2 separate regions of the Mus musculus genome follow, and region 1 is linked to region 2. Evidence: chromatin contacts called from public HiChIP or PLAC-seq data. All regions are on one chromosome and are shown on one strand. Each heading gives the region's core, a stretch centred on a gene start, on an enhancer-like site or on the middle of the called end of the contact. The rest is flanking DNA. Distances are from core to core; before and after follow the strand shown.

Region 1 (5,880 bases), core at 2,642-5,141, 66 kb before region 2:
AGTTCACATTTGTGACATCCACTGAATTTCAATGAGGGCACAGTTCCTGACCTCTCCAGAAGAAGCTGGAGGCTTCATTTGGGATGGCAACTCTCTAGGGAGAGGGGGAGGCCAGCAGGAGTTCTTGGGCATCAGCAAGGAAGAGGCCAAGAGGAACTGCCAGGCAGAACTGAATGGTGAACCACAATCTGAAAAGGGCACCACTGAGCTCCTGGGAGAGCCCAGTTCTCAAAGCTGCTGTCCTACACAGGCTGTGTGGCAGACACAGGTCTGGAACAGGCTGTGTGCCCAATGAGAGGAGGGTACTGCAGGCAGTGTCCAGCGGTCCAGAGGCAGCCTTGGTGGTGGTGGTGCCCCTGGCCAAGCAAGTGAGTGCATTCAGAGCTCAGTTTCTCTTAAGAGCAACTCCTAAAGCCATGGAACTCTAACACTATCATCTTGCTTTTATATTTCTGTGGGGCTACCAAGAGAGGATGTCCCTGGCTCAGCTCTACCTTTGGTATCAAAACAACCGGCTTCCTCATCCTGGGGTCATCAGAGGTGACCCTTCCCTAATGCGAATGCCTCTGTGTGTTTGTGGGCACAGGAGCACACGTGTTGGCAGAGTAGTTTCAGCCACAGCTTCTATTGCTTCAAGTAAGCCAGGGACTACATGACTATCCCTTCCTAACAGCCTTCTGTGCATATTTCAGCATCCTGCCAAGGCAGTGTTCCGGGCTGATCCTGGTGGGGTTCACAAGTGGCAAGACAGACCCATGGGATGATTCATAAGGAACACACAGCCACAGAGAATATGCAGAGTCAACTAGTTGGTCAACATAAGTCAAAATCAAATACTCTCAAGACAAGGCTGTTTCAAGGATTCTGCAGTCAACACTGGTATAATTTGGATTTGGTTTGTCCCCAAGAGGCCCACATAATGAAAGCTTGTCCCTAGGGTGGTCACTACTGGGTGTTGCCAGACCCCTTAGAGTGTGGAGCCTTCGTGGAAGGGAATTAAGTCATTGGGAATGCGCCTTTGAAAGGGCTGTTGGGGACCCTGACTCCTGTTTGTTTCTGGGTCACAGAGGGTGGGTAGCTTTGTGTGCCATATGTCCTACTGTCACTGCTGCCCCTCCATGGTCCCAAAAGCAACAGGCCAGGCAACCTTGGCTGAAAGCTTAGTAACCAGGAGTCAAAAGAAACCCACACTTTAAGTGATTTAACTCAGTGATTTCGTTCCAGTAACTTACACAACTTGGTAACTGTACCAAATGATACTGAATTGTTCAAGGTGATTGAACTTGTATTATGTGATTTTCAAATCAGCCAGAGAAGTACTGCGTAACATCATGAAGTACTTTTAATGTCTTATTAGCTGTTCTTCCCAGCCTCTTGTGAACTAGGGACAGCTAGCAGGTTTTGTTTTGTTCTGTTTTTCCTCAGATAATGAAAGCCTGGCTTCAGAGAAGGTACAAGAGAGCAGATGCACTAACTACCAGGTGAGTGTTTGTTTCATGAAGGTTCCAAGGCTCTCAGCTCAAAGATGTGGCTCTTTTGTGACAATGGCCATAGCAGCAGCTGGGGCTTCACTGTGCTGTGAGAAAGCCAAACCAAGGCAGGAGCTGTCGCTCAGCAGCAGTGTGGTAAGAGGGTGGGGTGTTCTGCTGACTAAGGCATGTCTTAAAGGGCTGTTAAATTTTATAATGTGTACAGTTCAGCGCTTTATAAGAACATTCACAGAGGTGCACGGCCACCAGCACTATCTAGTTTCAGAGCATCTTCACCATCTCAGGAAGAAACTGAACACCCGGCAGCCACGCCCAACCCTCTCTCCGATACCTGCTGGGCTGCTCATCTTCTTTCTGTTCTCAAAGATGCCATACTGGAATGAAATATAAGAATTATGTGGTTTTGTCCTGTCCTGCCTGGCTTCTTTCGTGTGCTAGAATGTTTTCAAGGGTCACAAATGCTGTGGCATGAATCAGTACTTCCTCTTTCTGACCGACCATTCAGGGTTTCTTCCTGGGTAGGGATATAAGGAGGTGTATTAAATTTAGGGCAACAGGAGAGAGTTTCGTGCTGGTGGAACCTCCATACACATCCCTAATATTGACCCCTTGATCTGCTTTAGATAAAATAAAAGAAATACGGATGGTGGGACAGATCTATTCTCAAAGGTCCTAACTGGACAGGCCAGTGTCTCATTTACAATTCAGTGAAGCTCTGGCCCTTTTCCTAAGCACTCTCCAAGTGACAAGATGGCGTAACCTGTCACCTACACACAGGTAAGGCCAATAGCACCAAGACATGTCTGTTGGGCCTTTCTTCACCTGCTTCCAGGGTCTCACACCTACAGAGTCACAGAGACACAGGAATTCCTTATTCTTCATTGAGTGCTCACACCAAGGCCTTTAAGCTTCCGGGGGGGGGGGGGGGGGACGGACCCCTGTGCTTGATCTCCAACACTAACCATAACCTCCCTCATGCTCACGTCACCTCCGTGTAAAGCTAATTTAATACCTAACGCTTACTAAAAGGGTTTTCCCTGAGTTAAAGCATCAGCCAGTCTTATAGCTTTTCCTCTATGTTCTGATCTTCGCCTATTTAACAAGAAGCAGGCGAGAAAGGTTGTTCATACTTTCAGAAGGAGAAATGGAGGCCCCAGACGGTCACAAGCTCGAGATTTGTTGGCAGAAGGTGACAAAATGACATCAGGATTCTATTTGTCATTCCACTACGCTGCGTGGAATCAAGAGGTCAGCTGATAAAAATGTTCCTTCCAGGGAAGACATAGGAGAAAATTCATTTCATTTCTCAGGAGCCCAGGTTCTGGAGCACATATTTAAACCCAAGATGCATTCCTCTTGACACCAGGCACATGTATCCAGAACATATCCAGCAGCAAAATACCTTAAGATGGTCAATTTCCGTGGTCTCCTCCATTACTGAGTCTATTCACACAGACCAAAGCTCACCATGAACCAAGAAACAGCAAGATGGTATACATTCAATTTATGTGAAGGCCCAAAGGGAGACGAGGCTCTCTGCCACGTCAGGCTTACTGAGAATGAGGTGTGAGGAATGCTCCCCGCTCCCGGCCTCCCCTGCCTCTTGATCAACCACACTTCTTACCCTCCCTTCGAACTTGGCTGTGGCTCCTTCTTTGACGCAGAGGTTCCGAGGGGGCAGAATGAAAGCTGGGGCCTCGGTGAGAGGCATGGAGCTGACCTTCGAGGGATCCACACTGTGGGAGGTTTTAGACATGTGTGACGAGGCAAACAGTTTCACGTCCCCCATGGTCTACAAAAGAAGAGGAGCAAGTCAGGTCTTACAATACACGCATGCCGGCTTCCTCATAGATACCACTTGCCCAGCCCTATGGTTTGAGCCCATTGTGGCCTCTCCATATAAGGTACCAGATGAAAAACAGCCAGTCCTAGAGCCCAGCTCCCAGGCCACACCTGCCATCATAGTACCCACTAAGAGCTTCCATTTGTTTTCTGACAGAGCATGGCTTGGTCGAGATCAGGGAAACAGGGTGGCTTGTAGATTTCACTGACATCTACGTGAAGCCCTGAGGTGGGAAGTCCCAGCTGCTTCTGCCTGAACTGTAAGAGAGCATGGGCTACAAACAATGGCACTGGGCCTCCAAGAAAGGCAGGAGACTGGGGTTAATGTGTTGCGGGCCTAGGTGAGAAGGTGAGAGTTGGTGACTGAATGAAGGTGTGGCATTAAGCCAAGGACCATATGGTACAAAGGCTCGAAGATCCAAGCATTAAGGAAAGGAAGGTGGCACTAGACGGTATCTAGACTGACTCCATCCTTTGTAACTAAGGTCCTGGGAGGATAAACCTTCATCAACGGACAAACAGCAAAAAACGATGCCATCGCTGCCAAGAACACCTTGAACCTGGGACTCTGTCCAAGGCAGATATGGGACTAGACACAATACGTCTGCAGGCTGGCAAGATTAGCTAGGACTAAAGGGCTGTTGTGAAAAGGAACAATGGCTGCCCACTGAGGTAATCAATATCTAACTCTTTGTAGTTGCTTCTTATCAACTTTAAGTACGTTTCAAGGTAAAATTTAGAAGATGCTGATGTGCAAAAATAATAAGTTATCACTTCTTGGTGGACTGGCAAGAAAGCTTGGTGATCCAAAGGCACTTGCCACCAAACATGATGGCCTGAATTTGATCCCTGGTTCCCACAGACTAGAAGGAAAGAAATGACTACTTTTTTTTTGTTTTTTTGTTTTTTGTTTTTTTGAGACAGGGTTTCTCTGTGTATCCCTGGCTGTCCTGGAACTCACTCTGTAGAGCAGGCTGGCCGCGAACTCAGAAATCCGCCTGCCTCCTCCGCCCAAGTGCTGGGATTAAAGGCGTGCACCACCACCGCCCAGCTAAGAAATGACTCCTTTAAGTTGTCCTCTGACCCGCACATACACATCACGGCACACACACACACACACACACACACACACACACACACACACACTAAACAAACAAACAAACAAACAAATAACATTTTAAATTGTCACTTATTGAACACTCACCTGTTGCAAATTGCCTGGAAGACCTTTGTCTATGATCTCTTTTTAAGGTTTTTGCTTTATTATTTAATTTTGGTTGCCATAGTTACTCCATGTGTTTATGGGATGGAATGTGATGTCTTGGTACCTGATGTCATGTGCTCTAAGTCAGGACAGTCAGCACATCTATCCCCTTGGGTCGTTATCACTGCTCTGTGGTGATGTTGCACAGAACCTTTTCCTAGTCGTTCTGAAATGCACCTTAGAGTTGACTACACTACATACTTCCCCTCGTGGAACCCCAGATCTCACTCCTCCTGCCTAACCTAATGATAACACCCCAAGAAGTGCATCCATCTCAGTGTGAGGGAGGAACCTGTTCGCAGACAGACACAAGTGAGTAGCAGAAGTGAGGGTGGAGTTATGCAACTTAGACCAAAAGAGAAAACTGAAAATACCCACCATTCTGTTATGCAAGATGGTGCTGTTCTGTGGGTATAGAGAAGTAGGCATTTTACACAGCAGAAAGCAAACCATATAGAGCAAACCATTAGCAAACCTAATTTTTCCTCCTAAATTTTCTTTAAATTGAGTGGGCAAGAAGCTTTTTTGGAAAAGATATATTTTATTTATATGAGTACACTGTAGCTGTCTTCAGACACACCAGAAGAGGGCATAGTATCCTACTACAGATGATTGTGAGCCACCATGTGGTTGCTGGGAATTGAACTCAAGACCTCTGGAAGAACAGTCAGTGTTCTTAACTGCTGAAGCATCTCTCCAGCCTCTCTCTGCCCCCCCCCTTTTTGGATAAGAAGCTTTTAAGAAATCTGATTTGGCCAGATGGTGGTAGGGCACACTTTTAATCCCAGCCCTTGGGAGACAGACAGCCTGATCTACAGAGTGAGTTCCAGGACAACTATGGCTAGGGCTACACAGAAAAACCCTCTGTGTGTGTGTGTGTGTGTGTGTGTGTGTGTGTGTGTGTGGTGTGAGAGAGAGAGAGAGAGAGAGAGAGAGAGAGAGAGAGAGAGAGAGAGAGAGAGAGAGGACAGAGGACAGAGGGGAGAGAGAGAGAGAGAGAGAGAGAGAGAGAGAGAGAGAGAGAGAGAGAGAGAGAGAGAGATCTATCTGGTTTAAAGTCTGGAGAGATGGACCCATAGGTAAAAGGCACTTGCTACACAAACATGAGAAACTAAGTTAGGATCCACAAAAAGGTGCACAAGGCCATGTACCTAACCTCACTGCTACTGGAGGTAGAGACAGGAGGATTACTGGGGTTGGCCACCAGTCTAGGTCCAGGTGAAGATACCACCTCAAAGGAATAAGGGGAGGGAGTGACAGAACAGGACATCTGGAGTCCTCCTA
Region 2 (5,941 bases), core at 3,348-5,847:
CAAGTACACTGAACATTTATATGATAAAAAGTAAAGAACACTGAGGAAGAAATCATACGATACACAATTCATTAGAGAGAGATGGCTAATGGGTATGCTGCACACACCTATTCCACCCCCCATCCCACCCCCCCACATATATATACATATATACATATATACATATATACACATATACATATATACATACACACACACACACACACACACACACACACACACACACCACTAAGATGTAAGTTCTCCTGAATGTGAAACTACTACTGATTAGCACACTTGCAAAGTGGGTGAGCTGCTGCACACTGGAAACTTGATCTGCACAGTGAACTGCAGGCTAGCCTGGGTTGTGCAATAAAGACCTGTGGTCTACTTTTCTGTTGCTGTGATAAACACCCTGACAAAAGAAGCTTAAAAGAGGAAGGGGGTTTTCAGCTCACCACGGCAGGTTACAGCCCATCTCTGAGAAGCGGCAGGGAACTGAAGCAGGGAACTGAAGCAACTGGTCCTATCACAACCACAGTCAACGGCAGGGAGTAATGCATGAACAAATGCATGCCAGTACCTAGCTTGTTGTCTCCATTTCATACAGTTCAGGATCTGCTACCAAAGGAATGATCCTAACCATAGTAAGAAGACAGAGCTTCCATATCAGTGAGCATAATCAGGACAATCTCAAGACAAAGGAGATAGCCCATTGGTTAAGAGTGGTTGCTTCTCTGGCAGAGGACCAAGTTTAGTTCCCTGAATTCACATTGGGCAGCTCACAAACATATGTAACTCCAGAGCTCCGGGGGAATCAACTGCCTTCTTCTGGCTTCCACGGGTATCCATATACAATACACACACACGCGCGCGCGCGCACACACACACGCACACGCACACGCACACGCACACACACACAGAGAGAGAGAGAGAGAGAGAGAGAGAGAGAGGTAGAGACAGAGAGAGACTCTCGTTCTTAGAGGCTAACCTTAATCTAGACAATGCCCAGAGGCCTGCCTCTAGGTGTAGTTACAAGAGTATGAACAGATCCTGTCTCAGAAAGATAAAGCAAATAAACAAACAAACAAACAAACAAACAAAATCAACCCATCAGTCAGACAAACAGCAACAACAAAACTTACAGCAGGATTTTAATGTAGACATCCACATGGAAGTCCTAAAATTTATCCGAACAGCAAAAGCTCTAGAATGGCTGAACAACTTTGAGAAGGGAGTAAGTTGATTCAACTTCTCGATTTTAAAGGATCTAATAAAGATACAAAGGCCTCGATACTGTATCACTGCTAAGATAAACACATAAAGCAGTGGGAAATACTCAGCTGACATCCCCCACACACATGCTCCATTAATTTTCAACAAAGGGACAACAGGGAGGGCTAGTTTTTCACTACAGTAGACAACTAGACATTCCTGTTGAGAAAAGAATCTCTATGTCTTGAGACAAGTATAACAGCTGACTCAAAAACCAAACCACATCAAACTTAAATGTAAAACCTGGACCTTGTTAGGGGATAGTCTGCTCCCTGTGTATTCAGATGCTGATTTTAGTTCCGGGAGATCTGGGTGCAGTCTGGATTTTGTTATCATTACTATGAAGCATTTTTTGACTCATTATTTTTTTTTTCTTATTGGTCAATAAAGAGCAGATTCAGCCATTAGCTGGGCAGGAGAGGAGGAGGTAGCACTTCTGCATCCAGAAAGAGAAAGAGAGAGGCTCAGGTGAGAGAGAAGAAAAAGAAATGTAGGGAAATTACAGCATCTTTCAGTGTCTCAGAGAGTGGTTCTATTCATTTCAAAGAAGGAAAGGTGTCAAAAATCTGAGGCTTAAACACTGCTGGGCAAAGAAAGCAAAAACAATAGTTTTATCTCACTTGAGACATAGATGCAAAGACCCAAAATAAAATACCACACAGTCAGAGACAACATGCCCTAAAAACAAACAAAAACAGCAACAAATCTAAATCTTAACCCAGTGTCTGTCTTGAAACAAGGATTGACCACCATTCAGAACTCATGAACACTGATTGTAAAAACCAGCAGCGTTACATCCCAAAATCATGTGAAACTAACATAGTTCGGAAGGATCTTTCATTTTAGTTGTACCAATGATGAAGAAACGAGTATGCAGCTCTATGAACAAAATGCTTGGCCACTGTCAAATGTGTGCATCAGAGGAGATGCTTGTTTCCTGAGAAACTAACTACGCAAGGCACAGCTTCTATCCCTACCCCATTCCCTCCCTCCCTCCTTCCTTCCCTCCTCCCTTCCCTCCCTCCCTTCTTTCTTTTTACCTAACCAGAGTTGGTTTGTCAATTCTGAAGATTTATTGCTAATTCACAAAACAAAGAAACAACGACATCATGAAAAAAAAATCCACTCAGGATTGAGCCTCATCTTTGGCTGCTCTCAGAATCATCCAGGGAGCTTTGTGCAGAAAAAAAAAAAACAAAAGCAGAAATCAAAACAAGGCAAACATCAGAGAGTCCCTGGACCCACTGAGCCAGCTGGACTAGAAGGGAAACATTATTTTACAGCTCTGGAACCCTGCTGTAAGGAATAAACACCACTACACCCTTCCCCAGCAGATTTTCCAAAGTTGTTATAAATTTTCACCATAAAAAAAAATCAAATAAAATGTTAAAGCATTCCATAATCCTGCATGACTTGTCACCTTAAATTCTGCAAGAACAGATTGCTCCAGATTTTGAAGCCGAGGTCAAAGGCAGCCTGCATTGGGGTCAAGAAATAGAAACTCAACTCATTGCTGAACAACCAGGTAAAGACAGAAGAGTTAAACCGGCAAAGAGGCACATGGAGAATGTTCCAGAAGAGAATGCACCAGAGAGACAGGGAAGTACTCACTAGGTGAAGGCTGTTGTGGGACAAAGCAGCGAACTTGGAGAGACACGGGGCTGGGTGGGGGTGGGGGTGGGGGTGGGGGTGGGGTGTTTCTGAATTTCTAGGTGAGATTATTCCAAGGGACCAGAACTAGCAGAGGTTTCTGAAGATGGGGTGGCATGGTCAGACTGTGCTTTAAGACTCACAAAGCAGAGGCTGGAAAGATGCCTCGGGCATTAAGAATACTGGCTGCTCTTTCAGAGGATCAGACTTCAATCCCAGCACACACTTAGCAGCTAACAACAATCTCTAACTGCAGTTCTGGGAATCCAATGCCCTCTTCTGGCCTCCGTGGGCACAGCATGCATTCTATATATATAGACACATGCAGACAAAACACCCATACCACCAAAGCTAAATAACAATTTAAAGTAAAGCAAATTAGGGAGGGTGACTTTTAAGGACTCTAGGGCTCCAACTAGAAGAGACAATAGGGCCAGTCTGTGCCCATTCCTCTGTTTTAGGAGAAGACATTGGTCATCCCAGCCCATCACAGTCTTCTATCAGCACAGATGGGAGATGAAAACTGTGGGTGATTCAGTTCACCACGGTGCTTCTTATGCCTCCTTGCTCCTGCAAACTCATGTGGGCATGTCTCCATTAGTCCAGTGCTCAGCAGTTTAGAGCGACAAACGAAGCACGAGAAGAGAGAACAGAGCCCCCAGAAACCACCAGACTTCCATGGGACGGAGCCTTTGCTGAAGCCATAGAATTCCCTCTCATTATTTTCGATTCAGCATAAAATTGAATTCACGCCTGGAATACTCTGGGCAGAAAGAAAACAAGCCCAGAAATGAAAATCATTCAGGAAATAAATCTCAGGAGAAGCAGACAGGCATGGCTGGGGGAACAGCACGGGGTCAAAGGTGTCCCACCAGGTGCCAGCTGAGAAGGGGCTGAGCCCTTGCAGACATGGAGCCAAGAGTTCCTGGCCCTCTCTCCCAGCACACATCCCCCTGCTCTCTTCCTGTGTCTGAGGCCTTCCCCACCACAGCAGGCCCTGAGCTTCTTGCTGCTTTGCACACTTTTAAGTTCTGCGTCATTCCTGTTTTCTTTTTACTTCATTCATGGCAACTGTGTCCTCATACAGACCCAAGTCTAGAAGGGCTAAGACCCTTGGCTTTATGCTCATCCACACAACGTAGTGGAGAGTAGGTAGCTAATTATGTTTGCTGGCTCATTTATAGTTATTCCATGGGCATGATGAATGCTGTGACTCAGTAGGTTATAATAATGATTTCCCTATTTTCCATCCGGTAGTTAAGCATGTATGTATGGATGAACACGAACTGGCATGCATGCATATATGTGGAAGCTAAAAGTCAACTCTAGGTGTCTCTTCTCAGGAGCCACCTATCTGCCTTGTTATTTTGAGATAGAAAATCTCACAGACCTGAAGATCACCTAGTAGGTGGCTGGTTACTAGACAGGCTGGCCATGAACCCTAGGGATCGCCAGCCTCTGCCTTCCCAGGGCTGAGATTATGGGCCTGTGCCACCAAGGCTGTTTTTTTTTTTTTTTTTTAAACATGGCTTCTGGAAATGAAACGCAAGTTTTCACACTTGGGAGGCAAGCACTTCAGTGACTGAATTACTACAGCCTTGGCAATTTAATTTTTGAAACTGCCCTTTCATGGTCAAATAAAGACACTACTGTTCCCCGAGAACACCCAGCCAGTAAACAGGACAGGACAGATCTGAATGTATGGTTAAAGTTCAAAATTCACCTGCCTCCTGCCAGTTTTCTGAAGAACTACCTGTACTTTAACAAAAAAAAAAAAAAAATCATTAATTTCTGGAAACAAAAGGTACACCACAGCTGCATTTTTTTAAACCTCAATATGTGCCCAAATTACCAGTGTTCTCTGACGAATATGAGAAGTAATTTATAAGGCCCTGGCTTAACAAATTAACATTAGATCTAAGGGCTCAGAGCTAGAGGGAAAATCAAGCTGCAGATCTGAAAGAAAGGAAATCCTCTCCTCATCCCCTCTCCTTTGTCCCGGGGGCTTTGGGTCTCCAGAGGGCTGTGCACTGAGACCCAGGAGGGAGGAGCAGAGCAGCAGAGCCCAGGGTGGGCAGAATAGGAGGGAGGGGCACAGACCTACCAGGAGTGGGGGAGGGGACAGCGCTGGGAAATTCGAGAAGCTGGATCTACACAGAAATTCCCAGAGCTCCCTAGTGGGGTTCCCATTGTGAGCATTCGCCCTCAGACACCCAGGGACAGTGAGCAGGAGGACACTGAAAAGAAGATCCCAGGGAGCAGCTGAAAAGTCAGCCTCCCTCAGTCCCTGAGCTGCAAGCAGCAATTCCTGCTGACCCGGCCTGTGCCCCAGCCCCGCCTGTCATGCCACAACTCGACAGCCTGGCATCTGAGGTGCAGGTACCAAGGCAGAAAGGATGACCTCCTGGCCTGTGGTGACAAACCAGGTCCAACAGCCCTGAGCACGTGCATGTAAGAGCAGCGCTTACTCACCCTGTGAGCTTTACCTGGAGGAAGAGGTTGGCAGCTAAAATTCAAATCGGAATAATGAAAGGCACCTGCAAAATGGGAGATGTGGGAGATATGTGACGGACAGGCAGCTTGCTGCCTGGCACCTCAGGACTCCTTGGGACAGGAGGCTGAGAGAGCAAAGGGAAAGGAAAGAAGTCACGTGACACCGGGGCTCACTGCAGTGACATTGCTCTGTCTTCAGACTGGATGACTGCTTGATAATTCTTTGGTTCTGAGCCCCCATGACAACCAGTTGATCCTACTGGGACCCAAGCATCTATGTGTGTAAGTCTTCCATGCAAATGGATCCCACCTCTTGGCTTCTGTGCATACCCCTTGTTGGCCAGAGGTGGAGGGCAGGGAAAGGTTCAACAGATTGTGTGTGTGCATATGTGTATATATGCACATATCATATGTATCTACTAATAATTCATGAAAAAAGAGGCCATGGATTTGAAGGAGAGAAAAGTGGGGAATATTTAGAGAGAGCAAAGGGAAAGGGGAAATGTAATTATACTCTCAAAACATTTTTAATTGCTCTATATTG

Evidence for each region. HiChIP or PLAC-seq counts read pairs in DNA pulled down with a chosen protein or histone mark.
Region 1: an H3K27ac HiChIP or PLAC-seq map of hepatocytes shows a contact between it and region 2, with 3 times the contacts expected there. The contact joins two enhancer-like sites. A contact is called at or near these places in 9 of 39 promoter capture datasets (the 3T3-L1 cell line, 3T3-L1-derived adipocytes, cranial neural crest and 5 more), 21 of 484 Hi-C or Micro-C datasets (ECoMG myeloid progenitors, ECoMG-derived neutrophils, differentiating embryonic stem cells and 8 more), 7 of 115 datasets of contacts at active chromatin or transcription factors (the HPC-7 cell line, embryonic stem cells, hepatocytes and 2 more) and 2 of 9 other capture datasets (liver and pancreatic islet).

Annotation. Positions count from the first base shown.
Region 1 is chr16:34,812,837-34,818,716 of GRCm38.p6, reverse strand. Mylk (myosin, light polypeptide kinase) reads right to left here. Exons shown (of 32, transcript NM_139300.3): 2 at 3,115-3,282. Among named protein-coding and RNA genes, the nearest start is that of Mylk, 31 kb to the right of the region's middle. Within about 2 kb of position 3,891, at least 7 of the 459 cell types and tissues checked have an H3K27ac peak or open chromatin away from gene starts, as enhancers often do. A contact at or near this core is called in hepatocytes and liver, where this site is marked.
Region 2 is chr16:34,747,622-34,753,562 of GRCm38.p6, reverse strand. It overlaps a transcript of Mylk not described here. Among named protein-coding and RNA genes, the nearest start is that of Mylk, 34 kb to the left of the region's middle. Within about 2 kb of position 4,597, at least 13 of the 459 cell types and tissues checked have an H3K27ac peak or open chromatin away from gene starts, as enhancers often do. A contact at or near this core is called in hepatocytes and liver, where this site is marked.